2 separate regions of the Mus musculus genome follow, and region 1 is linked to region 2. A link is a contact called in public Hi-C data. All regions are on one chromosome and are shown on one strand. Each heading gives the region's core, a stretch centred on a gene start, on an enhancer-like site or on the middle of the called end of the contact. The rest is flanking DNA. Distances are from core to core; before and after follow the strand shown.

Region 1 (4,000 bases), core at 739-3,238, 50 kb before region 2:
CTGTGCCACCATGCCCGGCTAAAGTGAATCTTAAAGAAAAGAAATCCCCCTTTAAAAGGGGAGAAATCAAGCTGGGTGTGGTAGTGAACCTGTTATCCCAGCCTTGGGGAGTTTGAAGCTAGCCTGGGCTATTATAACGAGCACCTGTCTCAAATAGCAAAGCTAAACAAGAGGAATGGGGAGATGGCTTACAAGCACAGAGATATTAGCTCAACCTGCAGAACCGAACCCACGCTTAAAAAAAAGAAAAAGCTGGAAATGGTAGCATGTGTTTGTAATCTGCTCTGGGCTTGGAGAGCTCCCGGCCAATGAGAAACCCAGTCTCACAAAACAAGGTAGATGGCACCTGAGGGACAACACCCAAGACTGACCTTTGACTTCGTCTCATGTGCACGTGCACATGCACATACACACACACACACACACATGTAACAGCCAGAATGTTTAACGTCTGTGGGTGTCTCTCATGACCTGCCCCTTAGACAGTGAAAGTGTAGGTAGTAAAGTGTGAATGAAGACTGCATGAAGGGGCGTGTGTTCTCTCTGCTGGTGCAGGAAGAGCTATGTATAGAAAAAGAAATGCATTTCTCCTGGTTTCAAGGCTGGGAAGTTCAAGGTTGGGAGCTATTTCTGCCTCATCCAGCTTTGGACAAGACAGCACACCAAAACCAGCTGTGTTAAAAATCCTGTCTTCCTGAGGCTAGAAACCCTCTGTCCTTAGCACCGCCCATTAAGCTCCACCCCTTACACTGTTGCCCTGGCAACTAAATCTCAAACTGAGAAGACAGAATGAGGTCATCTCAGAGTAAACTCAGTCTGGGGGCCTTGGGCAACACCACTGAGGGTGAGTGTCAGCTTGCCTCCCATCTGTCTGCTGATGGATAAAAGGCACTATGTCCTCCAGCCTGCTGAAAGGGTGTGTGTGTGTGTGTGTGTGTGTGTGTGTATTTATCTGCCTGTGTGTATGTGCATCATGTGCCCTTGGAGGCCAGAAGAGGGTATTGGTGTTGGATCCCCTGGCACTGGAGTTACAGTCAGCTGTAGGCTGCCATGTAAGTGCCAGGAACCAAACCAGGGTCTTCTACAAGAGCAGTCAGTGTTCTTAACTGCAGAACCATCTCTCTAGCCCCTAGACTGAGATTCTTGTCATCATGGAGGTTGCAGGATATGAGAGAAACATGCCATTGCTCTCCAACTATGAAGGCAAAGCTGAAGGAGAAAAGTTGCGCTGTGGAAGTCCCCAACATGAGGACCCTGCCCTCCTGCACAACTTGACCCAGCCCATGCGTTTGAGGAGGCCACTATGTCCCCAGGAGATGGAGCACTCAGGGCAGTGGGCGGGGAGGCCTCACCACCCTGGCCTCAGCCTTGGTTGGTATCTTTGATCCTGTCTCAGTTCTCTCTACACACACACACACACACACACACTCTCTCTCTCTCTCTCTCTCTCTCTCTCTCTCTCTCTCTCTCTCTCTCGCCCCTCATTATGTTCCACCTGGATTGGTGCTCACTTTGCAGTGGGAAAGGGGACGCTTCCCAGAGGGGGGTTGAAATGATGAGCAGGTAAAAGCCAGCCGCCAGGTCCCTCTTCCTCTTTTGATTTCAGCAGGAAGCCTGCCTCGCTTGCACGTGGCGGGGGCTGGGATCTCAGTGAAACCAGCACTTCTCAGACATCGGGAACAGCAGGGACCCGGCTCAAAGGAAGCAATCTGTGGATGCTGCCACCCAGGTGGGCCTGTGTGTAAGGGGGTGGGCCAGGGGTCACATTTCCAGGCCTCCCTCCTTTCTGAGAGGTTAGACTGGTGTGTGTATCGGGGAGCACTGTTGGGGACTAATGTCTAAATAGGAACAATGGCTCAACAGTGGTGGCCCAGACAAACTTGCAGATTGTATCCACTTGTGACCTCCAGTCACCTGTTCTGACCTTTGGAGTGAGCTGTGTGTAGGATACAGCCAGCCCTTGGGACCCAGCCCACATCACATGACCAAGAACTGAGTAGAATGTTCTGGTCAAAGCTAATCTGGACTGGACTGCTGGGATCTGGTCTGGCTTGATATAGTTTTATTTGGTTTGGGCTGGTCTAATTTGGTCTAGGTCTAGCCTATATTCATTTAAGCTGGCCTGGGCTTGTCTATTCTGGTCTAACTTCTGGGCTGGTCTAAGTTTTACTGGGCTAGTCTACTCTAGTATCGTCTGGTTTGGTCTAACCTGGCCCAGTTTGGTCTATTCTTGTATTGTCTAAGCTAGTCTAGTCTGGCCTACAGTAGTGTGATCTACCCTGATCTAATCTAGTCTAAACTATTCTGGTGTAGTTGGTTTGGTCTGGATTGGTTAAGTTAGTCTGGTCTGGCTTGTGCTGGTATGTTCTAGCCTGGTCTGGATTAGTCAAATCTAACCTGTTCTGTTCTGTTTAGTCTGTTTTGGCTTGGTTTATTCTTCTTTGGTCTGGTCTGTGCTGGTAGGGTCTAGCTGGGTCTGGTCTGATATGAGCTGGTCTTGGCTGGTTAATTCTGGTGAGTTCTAGCCTTGTCTGGATTGGTCTAAAGGGGGCTTATATGCTGTATTCTGGTGTTTTTCATCTAATCTGAGCTGTTCTGTTCTGGTATGATCCAGTTGGGGCTGGCACAAGCCGTTCATTGTTCACTAATTGTTTTCTCTAAGAGCAGCTCCTGAGCAAGGGACTGGATTTCAGAAGAACTAGATGTTCTACTAGCAAAAAGAGTTCCATTTGACAGGCCTGAAGAAGAGCTGCCATGAAGATATCAATGACAATGGAGATGCCACACCAGGAGAGGAACGAGAACGGCCTGCATGGGGACTGAATTCTTTCTTTCTCTGCACAGGACTAATTTTCCTTCCTTTGTTGTTACAGAAGGTGATTTTCTTACAGAGAAGCATCTGCTCTCACCCTTGTGGCACAGGTGGCCTTCTCCTGCCATCAAGTCCAGAGGAATGCATGCTGCCGGGGCTTAGCAGAACTTCCTCGTCCCTTCTATTCCTGTGGCAGTGGGCTCAGAGGACTCAGGCTGGGGAGTGAGAAACTCCCAGAATGAAGCCTCCTCACAGGTGAGAGAGCTAGAGAGGCCATATCTGCTTCTGCCTGGTAGGGAGGCTGCTGAAAACACTCGGGGCTCTCAGGAAAATCTCCATAGTACTCCTAGTATTTTAATATCCAACCAAGCTAGGTCTGGAAGTGCCCCCCCCCCCCAAATACATACTAAAGCTTAACTATAGGTTGATTTTTGTGCAGCTAACTTAATAAAATACCATACCTCCAGTAGTCATTCAATTAATTCTATCAAAGATAATTTAATCACTCTATGTTTTAGTTGTAAAATTTTATTTACTTTTCTTGTCTTATGGCACTGGCTTGAACTTCCAAGGCATCTTGGAACAATGGTGTCAGCAATATCTAACATACCTGACTCTTCTCTGAGTACAGTCAGTGGAAACTCTCCCACTGTGTTACATTAAGAGTGAGTTTTGCTTCTAATTTAAAGTAGGTAACGCTTCTCACAGTCTGGAAACTTCTTATTTCATTTTTAGCTTGTCACCAGTTATATTAGGAAAAATATATGTTATTTCATAAGTACTTTTCATATATCTGTCAAGATCAGGGGCTGGCAGATACAAAGACATAATCTAGGTGGCTTGTTTCTGTGAGCTGAGAGCACCCTTCTACTTAAAGATGCGTGCTACAATCTGCAACAAAGGTTGCATATGGCTGGTAACGCCTGACATTTGTCATTCAGATTTTTATGGCATAAATGTTCTGACCCTTAATCTGGAGTAGACCTCAGATTCTAAATTATCACTGTCATGCTCTTACTATTAATACTGAGCCACCATTGAATTCCTAGAACAAACCAAAGTCTTACAAGGCTGTCATCACTAGAACAGTTGAGAAAGGGCCCATGCTTCAGAGAGTGACAATCTCTGACCCTCCGCAGAACCCCTGAGCACCCGTGTGTTTAGGAAAGAAGAATCTGGGAAAGTGAG
Region 2 (3,962 bases), core at 696-3,195:
CTAACAAGTGCAAACACATTCACTTTAGAATTTTTAAAGTACCCCCATGTGGGTAACAGAGGCTGCAAATTGGTAGGTATTGGGGATGGGTCAGAATACCTCCCCAAGAGAGGGTGGATGTCATCGTTCTTTCGAGGACACTAGAAGGGGTAATTTGCAGGGCTGGGGAGTCAGTGGCAGCTCAGGTGAAGAGCACTGAGAGACCTCATCTTCACATAAGCTATAGCTGCTCCTAGCCCTGTTTCCATGGTTACTGCCTAGGGATGAGATCAACCTCCACAGGCAGGAACACCAGGCACTCTGCCAAGGAGACTCTAGCGTGTGGCCAGCATGGCTGGCCACAGGGCAAGATGAAGCCTGCTGATATCTCCCTTAGACAGCAAAGATGGGGCCACAGAATATAGGTGGCCATCACAGAGCTGAGCCAGAGAAGCATGAAACCAGGGTCTCTTGTCTAGCCAGGACCATGTGACACGTCAGTGTTGACAAAGCAGACTTGGAAGGAACGTCAGGTAGTTAGGAATGACCACACCCAGGACTGCCCATGTTGGGTCCTCACCTCGGAGCTGACTGTCCCGCATCACAGAGTCCTTTGGAGTCCCAGCTGCTTGTCAGCCATGCAGCCCAAGGAGTGGCAGCTGTGGTCCAGAGAGGACATGACACATTCCTGAAGTCCTGGCCCCTCAACGCCAAAGCACAGAGCCTGGATCCCATTAGCATGGACCCCATTGGCCACACTGATGTCACCCCAGGACGATGCACGAAGAGAGAGGGTTCTGGGGCTACAAGAAGCAGGGCAGCTAGGGCATGAGAATCAAAGAGGGAAATGTGTGCTTTCTGCTTTTCTGTAGGAGATGACGGAGAATTGAAGTCTGATGGCCGCTTGCTGAGATGTTTGCAGGAGGGGACAAGGTTCTTCTAAATCCTAGTTTAGAGCTGGGGTGTAGGAGGTATGGGTTTGCTGGAAAGCATGGCCTTGGAGAGAGGAAGGACAAAGGAGGAGGATGTTGATGGTGAGTGGCATGGAGAGACAGGCAGGGCTGGGGTGAGGCCTGAGGAAGTGCACTGGGTGGTTCTGTAAAAAGGCATACACAGTGTGCTCCCATTAGCCTTTGGGAGTGGCAAAGAAACCTGTCCCTTCCTCTCCATCTGATCTTGGCTGGTCCCTCGGGTCTCTTTCTAGCAGTACTGATCTGAGCCTTGACCCTGTGTGTCTTGTCTCTGGCCTTCCGGCTCTCACTGGTCCTTTAGGCTTCAGCCCCTCCCCTGTCAAACAGCCTGAGCTTGTACTTGCTGGGCTTTTCTTTGTCTTGGCGGTGCTATCCCGCCGCCTCGTCTGCATCTCTCCATTGGTAAACCACCTCTCAGTGGGCAGGAACGTGTTACAGTCTCACAAACAAGGTCCTAGTCCCTAGAGCATGTCTGTCATGCTGGAAGTACTTCACCTTTAGTCACCTTTGGTCGCCTTTAGTCCCAGTTGCTCCACTGCCCCTGGTGTGGAGTGAGTATTGCTTCAGTTTTGTTGTTTGGCTGGTTGGTTTTTGTTTTGTTTTTTTTTTCGTTTTCTCCCCCCCCCCCCCCCTCAGTGGGAAAGATACCTCAGTCCAAAGTGACCCAGGGAAGCATAAGCCACGGCTGCCACAAGGACCGTGGGCCGGTTCTTTAGTTTCCAGTCTGGCTGACCTTATGCTGATGCTTGTCCAGGCCGTGAACGTGCAGCTGACCCTGCGCCAGCGTGGTTCTTCTACAAGGCAGCCGTCCCGCTAACTGCTGGGGCGGGCAGAGAGACCTGAGCCTGGAGGCTTCTCTGCGGGGGCTGATGTGTGAGGGATTTATGGGTCGTGGTTAGAAATGAAAAGCAATTCAATTCAATCCCAGGGCGGTGAGAGCTTCCCAGAGCTTCGCTAAGTGGGTCTGGAGCAGCGATCAGCGTTGCGAATCTATTAGCCCACACTCGGCATCTGAGTCACGGGGGAAGAGCCAGGAAGCGGCAGCGCCCAGCGGGCTGCACGTCAATTATGCTCCTCTCTGTTTAATTAAGCCATAAAACACACCCGTGTCTGGAAAGGGGCTGGACACCAGGGCTGCGACCTCTGCTGCCAGTATCACACAACCATAGTCTGGGAGGACACTGAGGAGCCACACTCTCCTGCCTGCCTGGGACTCGGTGCCCCTGATGGAGGCACTGTCTCCGTCCCTCTGATGGCCAAAAAGGCCAAGCAGAAGGGTAGGGCGGATGGGATCGTGCTGTGGGAGGCCACCTAGATTTAAGCTACTGAGCTGGGTAGCCTATGACCAGTTCTTCACCTCCCTGTGCCTCACTCTATCCACATGCATGGGGAAGGATGGGGGGAGTATCTGAACTCATGAAGTGGGATGGAAGAGAGAAGCAGGCACATGGAGGGCACGTGGAAAGGATATGGAGGGGGCAGGGAGAGAGTGTGGAGAAGCTTGGGGAGTGGCCGGGGGGGGGGTGGTGGACACAAAGGGACCTTAGCATGTGGCATCCATACAGGTAGGGTGGAATTAGCCTGCACATCAGGTGATACCTAGCTTCTGTGGAGCAATGCCCTTGAGCGGTTCTCCTCTCTGTCTCTCAGTGGCTTGTACTACCTGGGCGATTGTTTATCTCATACTTTTCTCTGAATGCAGTTCACTCTTTGAAAACATAAACAGAAATATCTGTTGAAGCACTTCCAGGCTTCCCCAGAAGACGAGCGTCAGAACCACTGGCCCCAAGGAAAAAGGAACTGTAACTGGACACAATGAGCCCTGAACAGTCCCAGTCCATCTGCTACTCTGATGCCAAGGTGTGCCAACCCAGCCTCCATCTTTCAGGAGATTAGCTGGTGCTGGAGGCCTCAGACAGCCCAGGAACATCTTGGGCTGATCTAGCCAGTGGTGTGATCTGTAAAGGAGGCCCAGGTTCTTGTTGGAACCAAGCAGGATCTTCAGTGGCGCAACTGAAGCAAAGATGAGCAAGAGGAAAACAGCCATCAGGTGTGGTCTTGGAGGGCAGCACACACAGCTTGATCCACAAAGGACACATGAAGACCCAAGGTCCTTCTAAGAAGAACAAGTAGAGACAGAATGAAGGGATGAGCTCAAAGCACCCATCCCTCTGCCATCTGGGCATGCTCTGCAAGCCAGGGATAGGAGCATCTTTGAAAGTCCCCTCCTGCTTAGGTTGTTCTTATGATAGGTACTGTCCCTAGGTGGGAAGGAATGACTCACAGAGGATCATGGGAAAGCAGAACCAACTTGCTCTCAGACCTTGGTGTACATGAGAACCTCTGTCTCCAGTACCAGTGAGCTTTCCAAACTTTCCAACCTGTAGCAAGTTAGATTGTAAGAGCTGGAGAGTCATATGTGTGAAGAGATCTCTGGGAGAAGTTCTAGAGTGGAGATTTATACGCACAGCATGAAGTCCAAGAGCTGGTAGGCACAAGTTGTCAAGATGAGTGTGGGATGGGACTCATAAAGATCAAATGATCTTTCAGTGGCTTATTACTAATACATGGTAATAACACAGATGCTGAGTATGATGGCATATGCTTGGCCCAGGGAGCGGCACTATTAGGAGGTGTGGCTTTGTTGGAGTAGGTGTGCCACTGTGGGCATGAGCTTTAAGACCTTCACCCTGGAAGCTGCCAGTCTTCTGTTTGCCCTCAGAACAAGATGTAGAAACTCTCAGCTCTGCCTGCACCATGCCTGCCTGCATGCTGCCATGCTCCCACCTTGATAATAATGGACTGAACCTCTGAATCTGTAAGTTAGCCCCAATTAAATGTTGTCCATTATAAGAGTTGCCTTGGTCATGGTGTCTGTTCACAGCAGTAAAACCCTAACTAAGACACTGGGAATGGGCCTGCTGTGTTCTGGACGTGTGCTCTTCTTACTTTGAACCCTATCTGCTGAGCTTTGGTGTGACTTGAGTTTCCTTTAAGAGGAAGAAAAGACAA

The links. Hi-C and Micro-C count contacts between places; a contact is called where the count stands out from the background.
Region 1: a Hi-C map of cerebral cortex shows a contact between it and region 2, with 1.6 times the contacts expected there. The contact joins the promoter of 4930512J16Rik here to the enhancer-like site in region 2. A contact is called at or near these places in 3 of 484 Hi-C or Micro-C datasets (CD8 T cells, cerebral cortex and liver) and 3 of 115 datasets of contacts at active chromatin or transcription factors (embryonic stem cells and epiblast stem cells).

Annotation. Positions count from the first base shown.
Region 1 is chr6:89,283,713-89,287,712 of GRCm38.p6, reverse strand. 4930512J16Rik (RIKEN cDNA 4930512J16 gene) reads left to right here and starts at 1,988. Exons shown (of 4, transcript NR_131021.1): 1 at 1,988-3,067.
Region 2 is chr6:89,233,769-89,237,730 of GRCm38.p6, reverse strand. No RefSeq gene overlaps it. Among named protein-coding and RNA genes, the nearest start is that of Gm839, 20 kb to the right of the region's middle. Within about 2 kb of position 1,945, at least 52 of the 459 cell types and tissues checked have an H3K27ac peak or open chromatin away from gene starts, as enhancers often do. A contact at or near this core is called in cerebral cortex and liver, where this site is marked.